2 separate regions of the Mus musculus genome follow, and region 2 is linked to region 1. A link is a contact called in public HiChIP or PLAC-seq data. All regions are on one chromosome and are shown on one strand. Each heading gives the region's core, a stretch centred on a gene start, on an enhancer-like site or on the middle of the called end of the contact. The rest is flanking DNA. Distances are from core to core; before and after follow the strand shown.

Evidence for each region. HiChIP or PLAC-seq counts read pairs in DNA pulled down with a chosen protein or histone mark.
Region 2: an H3K4me3 HiChIP or PLAC-seq map of neural progenitor cells shows a contact between it and region 1, with 41 read pairs. The contact joins the promoter of Gpm6b here to the enhancer-like site in region 1. A contact is called at or near these places in 1 of 15 datasets of contacts at CTCF or cohesin (pro-B cells), 12 of 484 Hi-C or Micro-C datasets (the CH12 cell line, the G1E-ER4 cell line, LSK cells and 7 more), 5 of 115 datasets of contacts at active chromatin or transcription factors (embryonic forebrain, fibro-adipogenic progenitors, forebrain and 2 more) and 2 of 9 other capture datasets (adipose tissue and pancreatic islet).

What each region holds. Positions count from the first base shown.
Region 1 is chrX:166,285,512-166,288,239 of GRCm38.p6, forward strand. It overlaps a transcript of Gpm6b not described here. Among named protein-coding and RNA genes, the nearest start is that of Gpm6b, 58 kb to the right of the region's middle. Within about 2 kb of position 1,375, at least 50 of the 459 cell types and tissues checked have an H3K27ac peak or open chromatin away from gene starts, as enhancers often do. A contact at or near this core is called in cortical neurons, embryonic forebrain, forebrain and 1 more, where this site is marked.
Region 2 is chrX:166,343,161-166,345,888 of GRCm38.p6, forward strand. Gpm6b (glycoprotein m6b) reads left to right here and starts at 1,393. Exons shown (of 8, transcript NM_001177955.1): 1 at 1,393-1,921. The coding sequence starts at 1,861.

The DNA.
Region 1 (2,728 bases), core at 125-2,624:
CACTAACACACTTACCACACACTTTGTTTAAAACTTGTCTCCTCTTGATATACTGTGATGGCATTCACACACACACACACACACACACACACACACACAGTACAAAGTTGGAATATCATGGCTTCCCTCCATTACTAAGGTCAAAGAAAAGGTAAGAAGCAGTGTTTGGCAGGAAGGGTTTTGTTTTGCTTTTTCTATTTGGGTATTTATTATGTTCAGTCTTAAGCTTGAGGGAATTGCATGATGATTCCATTCTTCTAGGCATCCTGAGAACTTCTGGGAGGTAGATGCTGTCCCTTATAGATCCCAGTGTCTTTGTCATGAACTAAAATCCTTAAGTGTTGTGTTTTTTTAAAAAAATATCTGTTTTCCCAGGAAGCAATAGTAATTACTATTAAGACAGGGTCTCCTTCTGTAGCTCAGGCTAGTCCATAATTCTCAATCCTCCTGCCTCAGTTTCCCAAGCGCTAGGATTTCAGGCGTGTGCTACCCTGGCTCTGGCTCAGGGATCATTTCTTGATGACCTCTGTAGGGATGGGTACTACACATATCTTGGCTAACCCTTGGTACTTTTCTTGGTAATTTTTCACTCCTCTGCATCATAGTAGGTAAGGTGCATCCAGAATGTCACATGCTTTTGCTATTGGAGGACAAAAACATTCTGTTTAAACAGCCATATTTGTATTAAGCTTGTCCTCAGATGCTGAGCGCACAATGGACACAGGCACCAGAAACACTGTGACTGTAACACTGTAACACCAGTAACTGTGTGAGTCTGTGACTAGAGATTTGGTCTGACCGAAGGGCTTTCTGAGAACAGGAAGGAAGGGAAACTTTATTCTATACATGCTAGGTAAATATTATCTACTTAGGCCTCAGAGTTTGTCAGAAGCAATGATTATTCTCAACTGTTTACAAAGAAAATCCAGATTGGGAACACTGTTGGTAGGCCAGCTGGCATGCCAGGAGAGGGTGTTGAATGTGGTCTCTAATTTTTGTGAGGGCTTAGTTACAAAGGATCCTGCCGTGACTTGCCACATAACTCACTACATCCTCTGATGCTGCTGAAGCTAGAGGATGGTCGTAACGGCAGGGACGTTCTTGAAACCCTATCGGTGTGCCATCTGCCTGAAGCCAGGCCACTGCAGCTATCTAGAACATTTGTCTTTGCTTCAGGAAAAAAAAATGGCTTGGAGAAAAAGAAACTGTGTCTATCATACCTGAGAGCTACGCCAGACAGCAGGCGCAACTGTTCCTTTCCCCGCCCTGGACAGGAAATGTGTCTTTGGTCCACAATTTGCTGCCCAGGTCTAGAGCACAGCCCCTGACAGGAAAAATGCACACTGCTTGGTAGGCAGAAATTCTTGCCTGTGGACATTCACAAGGCTGCATTGTGGAAACAGAAGCCGTTCAAATTGTTCATTGTTCAGAGGCCCCCTACTTTGGCAGTCAGAAGCAAATTCATTATGCAGCTATTGGCATAGTTTTCTTCTGTTTATTTCATGCCAGGGGTACAGAGATGCCGAAGCTTCTTGCATGGCCTCTTCCCTCTCCCCTCCAGCACCTTCTGCCCTGCTGCTTTTCAAAACCTGGCCACAAGCTGACTTGTACCTGCCTTCATGAGGTCATAGGCGGTAGTTAGGTAGCTATATTTTCTCCAACTGCAAAGAAAACACACTCTGTTCTCCCCCATTTGGGTGAGCTAGACAGCCAGCAAATATTTATTAAGCACCCACGGAGCTCATAGCAGTGTATTGGGCCCCCTATGGGGGGCTGCAAGCTCAGACAAATGGTAAACACAGCACAGTTTACCATCGGGAGTTTCCACCAGCCAAAGAGTGGCCTCCTGAGCTCAAAAGGAAATTAACAAGCCTGCTCTTCCACAGTTGCCAATTGCTGCTGTTGTTGTTTTTATCGGAGTTGTTTTTCTGTACCTGGAAAGCGAGATTAGCATGCCCGTCAGGTTCTTCTTATGAATTCTAGAGCTGTCATTTCTGCAGTAGTTACTCGCAATTGAGTCAGCTGGCGTCTGACCACTGCTGAGCACTCTGCAAGTTTGTAACTGCTTTCCAGGTCCGATGGGAGGCTGCTGTAGAAGGATCCATATACTTGTGGACCTTGGTGCCCCATCAATGGGTCTTGACCTTGGTAATAGGTGGGATCACCTGGGGAATTCTAAGATCTACTCCTGGGACAGCAAGCTGACTGTCCCAGTAGGACAGTAGGTAGGTAAATGTGCTTGCTGCCAAGCCAGTCACACAGCCTGGGTGTGATTCCAGGAACTCATATGGTAAAAGGTGAGAGCCAACTGCTTTCTTAAAGTTGTCTTCTGGCCTCCGCACTTGTGCCTAAAAGCACACGCATGCACACACATGTGATTTTTAAAAGTATAAAGAACAACTCCTGGCCCAGCTCCGCCCTCAGGGATTCTACATTATTTAAATTCTGTAGATCAGTGGTTTTCAATCTTCCTAACGTTGTGACTTCTTTAATACAGTTCCTCATGTTGTGGTGACTCCCAACCATAAAATTATTTTTGTTGATACTCCATAACTGTTATTTTGCCATTACGATGAATGGTATTGTGAACATCTGCTATACAGGATATCTGATATGCAAGCCCAAAGGGGTCACGACCCACAGGTCGAGAACCATTGCTCTTGAGCATAACCTGAGCAAAAGCTGGCTTAGAAGTGCTTCAGGTCGGGTCTAGGAATGGAGCTGGATA
Region 2 (2,728 bases), core at 143-2,642, 58 kb after region 1:
TTAAAAGATCAGGCTGGTAAAGGATTTTGATTTGGGATCTTCCCACATTGTTTTGAGGTATTGTGTAAAAACCCCATAAAACTTTGGAGAATGTTTTTAGGAGAGGTGGTTGCCAACTTGTCTTTTTAAAAATGCGTGTGTGTGTGTGTGTGTATGTGTTGGTGTGTGTGTCTGTGTGTGTCTCTGTGTATCTCTGTGTGTGATGTGTGTGTATGTGTGTGTGGTCAGAGGACAGCTTGCAGCAATCTATTGTCTCTTTCTACCATGTGGATCCCAGGAATGGAACTCTCTAGTGGCTAGACTTGGCAGCAGACAATTTTACCTGCTGAACCATTTCACTGCCCCCCCAACATTTCTTTAATGTTTACTCCCAGTATGGGTGCCACGTAGCTATGGCAGCTCCTGAAATCCTTTATCCTGTGGTTATCGATAGTTATCTTTGTATGTGACTTCAGTCTATAGAATTTTTTCAATAAGGTCAATGAAGGTGAGTGAGCTAGATGCAATTATTAAATGTCTATGAAATTGGTGATACTTGAAAATTTCGGCTCATAATCAAAGTAAAGATTTAAATGCTTAATGTGAGTTAAGAACGTTGATCTCAATTGTACAAAGGGGTTTGTGAAAACAGCCATCAGAATCATCGGAGTCCCTGTTGGCACAATAGTCTTAAAGCCAGATGGTTAGAGTGCCGTTAAAAAGTACCCACTTGGGATTTTGACTGAGGACATCTAACAAATAATACTGTATGCAAATGTAATCATATCCTATCAAAAAACTTGATTTTCATATTAGAAACCACCAAAATATCAGATAGATATACTTTCGATATACTGATTGTTGAATAAGCATTAGCCCCTTTTGGAAATTGTGTTTGAGCTAAAATTTCTCATATTTTAATACAAAAAGTAGAATCTAATGCTGAATTGCTGTCACCATTGTGAAATCTATTTGAAGTTTCTTCCCTCTTGAGTACCTTTATTCTTTTGTCGTTAGTATTTTTTTAAGTCAGCTTGTCTAGAGATTTGTGAAACAGAAGTTTTTTGGGTTTTGTTTTTTTTTGTTTTAAATAGAGCAAGGGTATATCTTTTGAAGATACTTTTCCAGGGCTTAGGGATAAATAGAATAAACAAAATCGATGGCCCAGAAAGGGAAAGCAAAGGGAAACGGGCTTTCTCCTGAGAGATAACATATAGTGTGGTCTGACCAAGTCACGTGGTGGGAGGGGGCTCCTTTCTTTCTCCTCCACATCCCTTCCTCTGATGTCACAAGTCTATTATTTCCTGGGAGAATTAATTAGTATTCATTGGGTTGCAGTTGGCAAGAAGAAAAAAGGGAGGGGAGGGAGAGACAGAGGGAGAGAGAGGAGGGAGGGAGAGAGGGAGGTGAGAAGGAGAGAGAGAGAGAGAGAGAGAGAGAGAGAGAGAGAGAGAGAGAGAGAAGACAGCAGGGAGAAAAAGGAGCTTGGTGGAGAGAGAGAGAGAGAGAGAGAGAGAGAGAGAGAGAGAGAGAGAGAGAAGACAGCAGGGAGGAAAAGGAGCTTGGTGGGAGAGCAGGAGCTTCCCGGGGTGCACTGGGAGTGGGGGCACAGAGTGGCTGTTTTATAACTGGGATCCTCGGTGACGTATGGTCGCCTGCTCCTTGGCAGCTGTCTTTATGGACCAGTAGGCAGAGCGAAATTGACGCTGACAAGACTTTTGCATCTTGGAAGGCACTGTAATCTACTGTAGTGAAGAACAGAGCCTCTCAATCAGGCGGGTGTAAAGAAGAGAGACAGAGGGGAGTCCAAAAGAAAAGGAAGAGGAGGGGGGAAATTGTGTGTTGTGGGGAAGCAGGGAAAAAGCATTTTTGGTGGATGGTATGAAGCCAGCCATGGAAACTGCAGCCGAGGAAAATACTGAACAAAGCCAAGAGAGAAAAGGTACCCAGCGCTCTGACAATAGCCTGTTTTAAAGCTTTTGACTGAGGGTTCTTGAAAGGGGTTAGCCAAAAACGGTTCTAAAACAATCTCGGGTGGTATGGTCTTGTTTTGGGTGGGTTTTTTCTTTATCCTGGGGGCTAATATTAAATTATTAATAGTGTAGCCTCTCTTCTATTTCTGTTGCAAGTATTTCTATGTAATACCGTATTTCATAGAAGGATGTTTGTAGTTTGTCACCTTGAGCTTCTGGATGAGGAAAACCGTCTCTCCTTTTTTTTTAACTAAAATAATTAATCATAACTTAAGTCCTCTGCTCTGCATGCTAGGTTCAGGGATTAGGGGATGCACTATTCTGTACTAACGCTAAAGAAGAACTAGAGGGACATGCATGCTAAATATGCTTTGATCCCAGTAATACTGGAGTGATTTAGACATGCTCTATTATTTTTATTCTAACATGATTGCTCTTTCCATGTATCAGACTATGACATGTAATAATCGTTAGTAACGGAAGCTTAAAGTTTTGTCTACCAGCATTGACAGAAGGGAAGAGATCTTTTGCTAATTGAGACTTAAAGGATTTGGGGACAGGAAAACTGTCTAAGGGCTCCATCCTTAAAGGAAGTCTCAGAGCATGTCACAATTTTGATATTTAGATTTTGGAGAAATTATCATTATTGCACCAAGAAAATGGCAGAAAAGAGACGCTATGCCTCTAAGGTCAAGTTTGATGCCCCATAGAAACAGCGCAGCCAGTGCTAGGTTAACGGCATCTAGATGCGCTATAATTGATCTCTTCACTCCAAG